Linked DNA regions of Hordeum vulgare: region 1 is linked to region 2. Evidence: chromatin contacts called from public Hi-C data. All regions are on one chromosome and are shown on one strand. Each heading gives the region's core, a stretch centred on a gene start, on an enhancer-like site or on the middle of the called end of the contact. The rest is flanking DNA. Distances are from core to core; before and after follow the strand shown. Region 1 holds the start of LOC123407337 (isoamylase 1, chloroplastic). Region 2 holds the start of LOC123407326 (ranBP2-type zinc finger protein At1g67325).

The links. Hi-C and Micro-C count contacts between places; a contact is called where the count stands out from the background.
Region 1: a Hi-C map of seedling shows a contact between it and region 2, with 7 times the contacts expected there. The contact joins the promoter of LOC123407337 here to the promoter of LOC123407326 in region 2. A contact is called at or near these places in 3 of 6 Hi-C or Micro-C datasets (leaf and seedling).

The regions. Positions count from the first base shown.
Region 1 is chr7H:185,466,823-185,472,792 of MorexV3_pseudomolecules_assembly, forward strand. It overlaps LOC123407337 (isoamylase 1, chloroplastic), which reads left to right and starts at 1,645. Exons shown (of 18, transcript XM_045100450.1): 1 at 1,645-2,157; 2 at 2,258-2,440; 3 at 2,529-2,621; 4 at 2,903-3,055; 5 at 3,347-3,423; 6 at 3,909-4,050; 7 at 4,123-4,230; 8 at 4,328-4,413; 9 at 4,652-4,723; 10 at 4,796-4,922; 11 at 5,116-5,202. The coding sequence starts at 1,789.
Region 2 is chr7H:184,689,512-184,695,095 of MorexV3_pseudomolecules_assembly, forward strand. LOC123407326 (ranBP2-type zinc finger protein At1g67325) reads right to left here and starts at 2,472. Exons shown (of 10, transcript XM_045100436.1): 1 at 2,273-2,472; 2 at 2,090-2,135; 3 at 1,883-1,995; 4 at 1,496-1,763; 5 at 1,068-1,138; 6 at 846-897; 7 at 648-757. The coding sequence starts at 2,284.

The DNA of each region.
Region 1 (5,970 bases), core at 395-2,894, 780 kb after region 2:
TCCACGAAATCACTAATTAGGGAGTACTTCTTTTAAAGATCACTTTCACCTTCCTAAGGCCTTGTTTGGAACCATTCAGATTATATAATCTAGTTTTTATAATCTATTTTGTCTCCAAACATGACAAATTATGGTGTAGATTATAGAAACTAGATGGACAAATTATTAAAAACTCACAATCTATTCTACCCCAGCTAAAATCAGATTTTGGATTGCTAATGACTCATTACCCTTGTAAAGTTGAAGATAATTAAATTTCTGCCACCGTCGCCTTCCTTTAAAAAAAAACAAAGGACAGACATGTCATTATGCAATGAAAGACCTGAATTACAGTTTACATAATCTAGCCTCCAAACATGTCCACCTAAATTATTTTTATAAACCAGATTATATAATCTATCTTCATAACTCAAATTATCATAATCTATTATGGTTCCAAACAGGGCCTAAGTTGCGACAAGTGGTGTACTGCATGCGTGCCACTTGTCGTAACGTGAGAGTTTTATTTTTTTCGTAGATTCATATTTTTAAAACGTTTTATCTCCTAAACCGTGCATCAAAATCTCGAAACGTTTTCATCGTTGAATTTCTCGTGTTGAGATCTTCAAAACTAGATACCATGTTGATAGGTTCTGATGAACTTTTTTCACGAAAAAAACCAGACAAAAAACCGTTCCTCTCGCCATAGAAAAAAAACCCAGAAAACACGTTCTTTTCCTTTCCGACAGGCACTGCCGTGCCTCTCATGAAGGCAAAATCGTGCTTCTCGTAAAAATAAAACCATGCATCTCGCGAAAAAAAAAGTTATTTTCCCTTTTCGAGAGGCACGGGTGCCTCTCGTGAAAACAAAACCATGCCTCTCATGAAAAAAAACAGAAAATGCATTATTTTTTTCCTTTCTGAGAGGCTCGGCCGTGCCTCTCACGAAGGCAAAATCGTTCCCCTCGTGGAAGCAAAACTGTGTTTCTCGCGAAAGCAAAACCGGGTCTCTCGCAAAAAACGCGTTTTTTCGTGCGAAGGCAAAACCTGTCTCTTACGAAAGCAAAACCGTATCTCTCGCAAAAAAACAGAAAACACATTTTTTTTTGCAAAAAAATATTTTATTTTTTTCCGAAAAAAACTAAGAAAGACCGATGGAAAACCGAAATACCAAAAAATAATAATAAAATAATAATCTAGAAAACCGAAACCGCGTGCGAAAAAATAAAGAAAATGAAATCTGAAGGAAGCGTTCACAGCGCGACATGTGGCGGCAACTGAGAACACGCCCGAGTGCTCGCTCCGAATCTTCCGAAGAAGCGCTCGCTAACCAGTGACTTCCACGTTTCATCATTTATTGAAAGATGATTTCAGGTATGAGAAAGGCTCAATCTTTTTTCGAATAGAAATGAGAAAGCCCTTCTCCCACGGTTCTACCTATGGGATCTTGCTCTGCCTGCAACCGGGCCTCACGGAAAGCCCGTGCCAGCGGACCCACCCCCCAGCTAGCACGGAACGGCACCCGCAGCGGCCGGTCCAAATGGACGGCGAGAGCCGCAACGCGACACGCCCGGCACAGTCAGCAAAGCGAGAGCGCGCGCACGGCGCACGCCCGGACGGACGGTGCGGTCGATCGTTCCATCCCTCCCCCCTCCTCACTCAATCACCGCAGTATCACACTATCACACACGCACTCGAGTCACACTCCACACGAAGAACCAACACGAGGCGCGCGCGGATCCCCCGATAAATAATCCCACCTCGCCGCTCCTCCCCAAAACTAATCACCGATCGTTCGGGGTTCCCGGCATGAAGATGATGGCCATGGCCGAGGCGCCCTGCCTCTGCGCGCGCCCGTTCCTCGCCGCGCGCGCGTGGCGGCCGGGGCCGGCGCCGCGCCTGCGACGATGGCGGCCCAATGCGACGGCGGGGAAGGGGGTCGGCGAGGTCTGCGCCGCGGCCGTCGAGGCGGCGACGAAGGCCGAGGAGGAGGAGGACGAGGAGGAGGAGCCGGTGGCTGAGGACAGGTATGCGCTCGGAGGCGCGTGCAGGGTGCTCGCCGGAATGCCCGCGCCGCTGGGCGCCACCGCGCTCGCCGGCGGGGTCAATTTCGCCGTCTACTCAGGCGGAGCCACCGCCGCTGCGCTCTGCCTCTTCACGCCAGAAGATCTCAAGGCGGTGGGCTTGCTTCCCGAGTAGAGTTCATCAGCTTCGCGTGCGCCGCGCGCCCCCTTTTTTGGCCTGCGATGTGAGTTTTGTATCGGGTGAAATGCTGCAGGATAGGGTGAGCGAGGAGGTTCCCCTTGACCCCCTGATGAATCGGACTGGGGACGTGTGGCATGTCTTCCTCGAAGGCGAGCTGCACGGCATGCTTTATGGGTACAGGTTCGACGGCACCTTCGCTCCTCACTGCGGGCACTACTTTGATGTTTCCAATGTTGTGGTGGATCCTTATGCTAAGGTGATGATACATTTTTTACCTGCATCTTTGTATCTACAGTAAAAATTGTTACGTGGACGCTTATTTGCTGTCTTTTGTGTTGCTCTAGGCAGTGATAAGCCGGGAGGAGTATGGTGTTCCGGCGCATGGTAACAATTGCTGGCCTCAGATGGCTGGCATGATCCCTCTTCCATATAGCACGGTATGCCCGATTGCTGAAAAATATCGGTTGCGTTTGTTCTTTTCTCGCACTTTTCTCCTGTCTTCCACTTGTACTACAATGCCCGAGACAGTCTCATTATACATTTGTAGTTGTTTGCTGACTTTGACGAAAAACTTGTAATTCTCTGTTGTTAAAGGTCCTTGAATCATATTTTTTATGTTATGTTTGCAAATGGAAGCGAAGTGAAATTGCATCTACTATTTGTTGCTATTATCTTAGTCGTTTAATTGGACATGCAGTAAAAAGGTTTGCATCTGCAGTTTGATTGGGAAGGCGACCTACCTCTAAGATATCCTCAAAAGGACCTTGTAATATATGAGATGCACTTGCGTGGATTCACGAAGCATGATTCAAGCAATGTAGAACATCCGGGTACTTTCATTGGGGCTGTGTCGAAGCTTGACTATTTGAAGGTACAGCTGTACTTGCTGACTACATAAGATAATTTTTATAGAAAGCTACATATATCCAGAATTTGGGTGATTACAAAAACTATTGCATACTATAGCAGTTACATGCTCATTATCGAGAAGATGCTCACGCACATCTTATTTTGGATTCTGTATAATACCTGATTCTGTAATCATAACTAAATATGTTTTACCAGATCTGTTTATGAATTCTATATTATTTACGTAAGCTAGTTTAGTGACTGCTACTTTATTTTATTTTATGACCGGTCATTAAGACTATTCCCTCTACAGGAGCTTGGAGTTAATTGTATAGAATTAATGCCCTGCCATGAGTTCAACGAGCTGGAGTATGCAACCTCTTCTTCCAAGTATGGACTTGAATTTAGTATTAGCCTGCTAGCACTGTTTGAGTGAGAGTTCATACACATTCTGTGTGTGCATAACTGATATTTGTTCAAAATATTGTTTTTTAGCAGTCATTCAACAGTTTTACATCCTAGTTATCTTTACAGATAAGATCGATGCCGGCTGCTGCTAATGATGTTAATACATCTCAAGTACCAAAGCTAGAATTTCTCCATGAGACATCAATCCATAAATGAAGTTGGTCACAACAGTTGAATAGTTGATAGCTGAAAATGAAATCTAGCATGCTATTGTGTTGCCATCTCCAGACTTGCTAACATTAATTTGGTCTGCCTGCCTGTCATTTCTATCAACGTTTCCAATTGCCCTCTCATTATTCTTGTGTACCATGTGCATGTGTTTTAACACAATTATTGTTGGCTATCATTCTCTTTGGTAACACGACCAATTTATCACCATTTTGTTTAAATTCCCGTTATCTTATCAGGATGAACTTTTGGGGATATTCTACCATAAACTTCTTTTCACCAATGACGAGATACACGTCAGGTGGGATAAAAAACTGTGGGCGTGATGGCATAAACGAGTTCAAAACTTTTGTAAGAGAGTCTCACAAACGGGGAATTGAGGTAAGCAAATAGTATGAGTTAGTTGCTCCCTTTTCAACTTATCAGTTTGATGCGAAGATATGTTATTGTTAGGTGATCCTGGATGTTGTCTTCAACCATACAGCTGAGGGTAATGAGAATGGTCCGATATTATCATTTAGGGGGGTTGATAATACTACATACTATATGCTTGCACCCAAGGTGAGAAATCTTTCCTGTTGCGTAATTGTTCTTTCATAGATGCATAGAGTATAGATGTGTTACGTAGTTCTTTTTCAAGGGCATTATGTTCATGCAGGGAGAGTTTTATAACTATTCTGGCTGTGGGAATACCTTCAACTGTAATCATCCTGTGGTTCGTCAATTTATTGTAGATTGTTTAAGGTACATATATACATTTTACTTCTAGAAATACTTTCCAATTCTTTCGCTGCTTATCATTTGATATAATTATTTTGCAAGCTTGTAGAGGTAAATCTTTTGGTCAGCATATTGTACCTTTAAATGTCACAAATACTAATGTCTTGGTGCTTATAGATTTGGCATCTTGAAATCCTTTTTCTCCAATAAAAAAGGGGAAAATCTACTGTACGTCTTGTCAACTAATTAAGTTGTTTTGCAGATACTGGGTGATGGAAATGCATATTGATGGTTTTCGTTTTGATCTTGCATCCATAATGACCAGAGGTTCCAGGTAATTTGCATTTATTATTTGTTTGTGTGTTGCTTTTTCAGAAGATTCTTAGAATAATGTTTCTTTTACAAGTCTGTGGGATCCAATTAACGTGTATGGAGCTCCAATAGAAGGTGACATGATCACAACAGGGACACCTCTTGTTACTCCACCACTTATTGACATGATCAGCAATGACCCAATTCTTGGAGGCGTCAAGGTACCTATTTCATCCAACACCTGTTGTCTTTGCACATTCAATTGCTCTATTATGGTAATCCATTTCCCAATGTTGATAAGATTTTTTATATGCAAGTGCTTCTTGCGAGATACGATATATCAACTGTGTATACTTAAAGTATTATTGCTTCCTTGAAAGTCCCTCTTATTCCTTTCCTCCATTGCAATTATAGCTCATTGCTGAAGCATGGGATGCAGGAGGCCTCTATCAAGTAGGTCAGTTCCCTCACTGGAATGTTTGGTCTGAGTGGAATGGGAAGGTAAGACACCTGTTAAAAGTTTGATTTGCAAAGTCAGTGGTAGCTCTTTGGCAAGTACTGATAGAATATAGCTTATATTTGTGACATATATAGATAAAGCAAAATAATATGCATTCTACCTGAACTTCAAAGGGGCACACAGAATCGTCCCGCATGTGTCTACATGAATGATAACACATGAGCTGAATAGTACTGGTCAAATATCTGAATGGACGCATCAACTCTTGTGAGTGTCAAACGAGCAAGAAATATTCGAGTTTTCTGCAAGAAATTGTTCATGTTGTGCTCTATTATATCATTTAGATGAAACAAATATATGCATGTTCGAAGTAAATCCCAACGAATAAGCATATAAGACGATATTGCTTTTTGACTTGCAACAGCTAAACCTCATTGTTTCTCCTATGATTTTGGATGTTTGAAGCAAGCAGCTGGATCTTATTTAATTTACCTTTACCTTTATTTGTAGCTTGATTTGAGGGTGTGTCAAAGGTTTTCTCTTAGTAGTATTTTATAAATTATTATGCTCCCTCCGTCTCATAATATAAGAACATTTTTGACATTACACTAGTGTCAAAAACGTTCTTATATTATGGGACGGAGGGAGTAGTTTATATATATACTCCTCATTAGGGCGCTTCCGTACTGAGGGGCGAAGCCAGGATTTGGGCATGGGGGGGGGGGGGGGGGGCAAGCCAAGCTAATAAAATAATTTCAGTGAATATAACTATCATAATGTTTCGCCTCAGTGCTATAAATATGTTACAT
Region 2 (5,584 bases), core at 1,222-3,721:
CACTTCAAAATAATTGATCATGCTCCACATTAGCACTAATGCAATGGTGTAACAGCTTGACATGGACTTGATGCCCATTGCCAGGTGAATGAACAACCGTTCTTGGTTTGGTTCGTGACAGAGCATGTGTATGTTGTAATGCATAGGGATTTCAGTTTCAAATTTGCACAGCAGATAAGAATTTAATAAATACCTTTTTAGAAGAAAAAAAATGGTTATCAAACAACTAGTGAAGCTATAATGCCCAAGAAAAGTCCAAGTATGCATATACACTGATCAACAGATAAATAGCAAATACGCAAATTTGGTTGAATCACATAGAACATCATCTCACTTAACAGCTTTACACATCACGTATACTTCAGACAGATGACTAAGCTTGTGGACTGCGGCAGCAATGCCAACTTCAAAGCACAATTATGAGGTTGGCTTGGTTAGTAATACTCCCTCCGTTCCTAAATATAAGTCTTCGTAGAGATTCCACTAGTGACTACATACGGAGTAAAATGAGTGAATCTACACTCTAAAATGTGTCTATATACATCCGTATGTAGTCCGTAGAGAAACCCCTAAAAAGACTTATATTTAGAAACAGAGGGAGTATAACATATGAACTTAAATCTCAATGCGAAGGAACCGTGCCAAACCTGGGTGTCAGGTCTTGGTGTGTTGCATTTTCTCATGTTACAAACTGTCCGAAAGGCAAAGTTAATGTTGTTACAATTAGGGCACTTCCAATCATTATCACGCCCAGCTCCTAAAATAGTTCAAGAGAAGAGGCAGAGAATTAATCTGAGTGCCAACAAAATTGATTGACCGGTGAAAAGAACAATGAAAATTTATACCAGCAGATTTCTTCTGCAAGCCTTCGTCAGAATAGGAACCAGCCCTTGCGCCCTACAAGAAATAAATAAACGACATGTAGATTGCTTAGCATGGTGAATCACATCAAAACAGCAAGAATAATGAGAAATAACCTTCCCACACAACATAAATAGAAGGCACAAAAGGTAGCAGCAACCAATTGTGGCAATGTAATTCATACTAATATGTAAAGGAGTAATTACCATTGCACCAGGACCACCAGGTGAGCCCAAGCCATATCTATCCATGGGCATGCTGATGCTGTACATTCCACCTATTTACAGGGAAATGAAATTCAAAAACAAATGTAAGAAACAGTGTGACAACATTTGGGTCAGATCTAAAAACACCTTCTATTCAACAAGCATCAGAGAGACAACTGCCTCAAATCAAAAATCAAGAAATCAACAAGTAATTCATCCATTACAGACACATGTTGCACAGTACAATAATAGATAGTATTGTATAGAAATAAATTGGACATTCTACTAGCATTCCTGGCAAGCAAGTTCAGACAAATGAAGGGTTGCATATTATTTACATATCAGATATTGCTTATTGCATTTGAACAGCTAACCACACAACAAAGTAGCGCTATCAAAAAGTAACAGACATATCATAGCCATCTTACCTGCACCAATCATAGAACCACTAGAATACGGTGGTGGCGCCGCCATATGCATTGGCCCATAGGGGCTCCCCATCGGGACTCGCCCGCCATAGCCATAGGGATATCCAGAACCTGGAGGGAGCTGAGGAATGCCATAGCGTGGCATGGGATGCCCGTTATAGAGGGAGGAGCCATACGGGGGAGGAGCCCCAGTGAGGTACATGGACGGAGGCGTCCCCGGCGGCATGTAACGCCCCGGCACCGAGTAGTGGGGCGGAGTCTGCATAGCCTTGTAGGCAAAAAAGCAACAGCCGCACTAGGTAAATGCAAAACACCCAGCACATAACAGGTACGCATCCAAGCCAACGGATGATTGAGTCGACAACAGCAAGCAGGAGCCGAGAGTACCGTGTGATCCGCGGGCCTTGACTGGTCGCAGTTGCGCATGTTGCAGGTGGTGCGGAACGCGAAGTTGACGTTGTTGCAGCTGGGGCAAATCCAGTCGTCCTCGCGCCGGCTACCTGAACGTCGCTCGTGCAAAGCAGGCAAATCGTCTCAGGCACAGCTCATAGAGCGGGGAGGAAATAGATGAACGGAACAGCTTGAGCAACCTACCGTCTGTGCGCGCGCGCTTTCCAGCCGATTGGATGCGGTTATCCATCTGCAAACGCAAAGGAGGTATGAGCGCGGCGAAGGACTTGGTGCCGCGGCGTCGGGGTTTCACCCCCGCGGCGGGCGGACGTCGAGGGCAATTCGAGCGAGCTCACAATTCGATCTGGGAAGACGAAGTGGACTCACCTGAGAAGACATTGTTGGTGGTGAGCGAACCGGGGATAGCAGCCGGAGAGCGCGAAGACGTCCGCGAGACGCGCGGGCGGAGGGGAATCCGGCGGCGAGAGAGGGGAACGCGTCGCCGGTCTAGGGTTTTGACGTCTTGTCGATACTGGTTTGGTGGCTGCCTCCGCGTTGGGCGCTGTATAGGGCGTACGGGGCTGGAAAGTACGGCGTATACCGAGCTGCCTCCGTTCGGGCCTTTTACCTTGGGCGGAAAAACAATTATGGCCCATTTTACAATCTCCCCGAGAATAGAGGTCTATCCTACTTTCTCTTCATAAAAAAAACTCAAATGATAAGTACCACACTGTATCACAAAGCACTTCGGCCCTAACGTTTTTCTACAACTAAAGTTATTATTAAAGTTATCATCCTCGTGTCATTAAATTTGTCATAAAAACGTTCGGAGTTGCCATGTGTTTATGCCATGTGTGACACTTGTTCTAAAAACAAGTGGGTCGCTTTAAACAAACATCCTAAAACGTATCTATATACATCCGATTCATAAGAATGTTAGAAGATCTTATATTTGTAATCGAACGAAGTATTACATATGAATAATGAAGAATAATTTTTATGAATTGCAATCCTATAAATCAAACAACCCCTATAGAAAGGCACTCAAATGATTGGAGTGTCAAAAATTCCTCGAGGAATCCTTTGAACCAAGGATGCCCCAAAACAAAGAGTGATTTTTCTGTCATGCATCTAAGAATTGCATTTAATATCCCATGCATTTATACATCGTCGTTCACTGCTTTAAGATACATGTTGCATTTAATGATTTTTGCCAAAATGTTGTTGTTACAGAAATAACTTTCGGCTATGGGGTATAGCAAAGGTTATCGTACATTTGACAAGAGTAACATAGCGATGTTATTTCAATAGGTCCAGTCACCTTGACGAAGCGCGACCTAGTCCTATGTTAGAATGGCCTCGTGCGGGGTTGTATGGCCATAGTCTGTGAGTTGTATTCAACTCCTTGAAACCCTCTCTCGAACTCGAGGGTGGTGTTGGAGACCTTAGGGCTGCGATGGGTCGGACAGTGGTGCAAGTTGTGATGGCAACACCCTCCAAGATTCACTTCTGCGAGGATGGTTGCAAGAGAGTTGACAAGGCTAGCTCCTGGTGTTCCATCTTGTTGGATAGTGTGCCCTCCGTTCTCAGCCTCTTGAAGTGGTGTCCTTCCTTTTTAATAACCATGTCGCTATGGCTCTTTTCTTGATGGGTGCATCGACCTCATGTGAGGCTCGTGTCGGTGGGGCCATCTAGCTTCGTCGATCGCAGATTCAGATGATGTTAAGGATTCTCAATAGCCGACGCCAGTCTTGTTGTTAAAGAAACAACTTTCAAAATGGCTATCGTTAGTACTCCGATAGTTAGTAAGTTAGCAAGGGTGGGTGTTACGACAATGTTTTTAATAGATATAGTCGCCTCGATGGAGCACGACATAATCTATGTAAGGTGGACCTCGAGGTTAGGATGGATTGTTGGAGGCTTCGATTCATACTAGTGAACTCACGCCATGAGTAAACGACTGAGTGAGATTGACTTTGGCATTAGACGATCATTTTGTTTCAAATTGGATTTTGGACCAAGCAAAGTCAAAGCGATTGGTCCTTTTGCCCCATAATTTGAGATCGTCCTCCATATGTCCCCTCAGAACCCTTTCCCTAAACCTATTAAAGGTCGATCTAATTCGTAATGTGATTCCTTAGACTTGATTCTAATGCGACTTGAGGCTGTCAAAGGGACGAATAGCAATAGTGCCCTGCCCTTAAGTCTATTCAATAGTGAGTGAATAATTTACACCCACCAAGGTTGTATACAAGGGAGGGTGCCTTGCCAATTGACCATGGATATCAATGATGGTGGGGGTAAAAGGGGTAGCATGATAAAATATGGCACACGAGCCCATAAAGACTAACCAAAGGTGGGTGGGTGGGTGTGCCCATAGTCAAGGATGCACCATGATGCTTTATCCATGCAGAATGGGCGTTTAACTAGTTCGGCCTTATCTAGTCTTGGGCTCCATTGTTTCTTGCATTCACTATTCTATTTTGCCTTTATTTGGCCTTCTCATTTGATCTAGTTGTCATGTCAACTTGCTTGGACTTCTGTCGACTGCATTGAACTTGTGTTCACTAGCTGCATAAGACTCATTGACCCATTCTTGATTATTTATTTCCACCCAACAAAAAGTTTCCTTGTTTAGTATCACATGAGGTTTTGTTGATCTTATATAATGTTTCAAAATATATCATAATATTTCACTATGTACCACCGAATTCACTCTAAAACGTAATACTCCTCTATATCAAAATATAAGATGTTTTTGATACACAAGGAGTATTTCACCATGTACCAACCAATTCACTCTAAAATGAAACATGGATTTGTTTACACCTATGTAATCCTTACATAGTGAGAGGGTTACACGGTGATTTGGCAACTTTTTAATAGTCATTAGCTCGGTGTAGGCCCACCCTGAAATTTAGGGGGTGATTAGTGGGGGAATAAGTTGCGCATGTTAGGGAAATTTTTGTAGTTATAGCGTTTTTGAATGAAACATTTGTGATACATTTTAAATGAGTAAGAAGACATCATGAAGTATCACGTAATAGCACGATTTTGGAACAAAGGGAGTATTTTTTTTACGAACAAAAAAATATGGCATGTACCTCCAAGCAGAGTAGGCGGGCGGTGGATACATGCACAAGATATGGTGGTATATATATATTGATGGGGAATGAAGCATGGAAAATAAAAAAAAATCCTATGAACATCCAAGATTTATCTATGGAGATGCATAACAACAAGGGGGAGAGTGTGTTTGCGTACCTTTGTAGACCGTTAAGCGAGAGCGTATATAACTGCTACTTGTAAACTGCGTTGGGTTTTTCTCCGAAGAGGAGAGGAGATGGAGCATAGTAGAGATAAGTGTTCTCCTCAGTGAGAACCAGTGTTATCGAACCAATAGGAGAACCGCGCAAATTCTCGTCGCCATCACTTACACACAAAGAACCAAACACTTGCACCCAATGCGGGCAAGAGGGTTATCAAGACCCTTGAACTTGTTACTTGCAAGGATTAAATAGTGATAGATAGATAATATAAATATAAAATAAAATAATAGAAATTAAATGGCAATAACATTTGTAGGGTTTTAGTAATATATTTTGGAGACCCGGGGGCATAGTTTCCGTTAGAGGCTTCTCTCTCAAAGAAAGCATATGATGGGTAAACAAATTATTGTTGGACAATTGATAGAATACT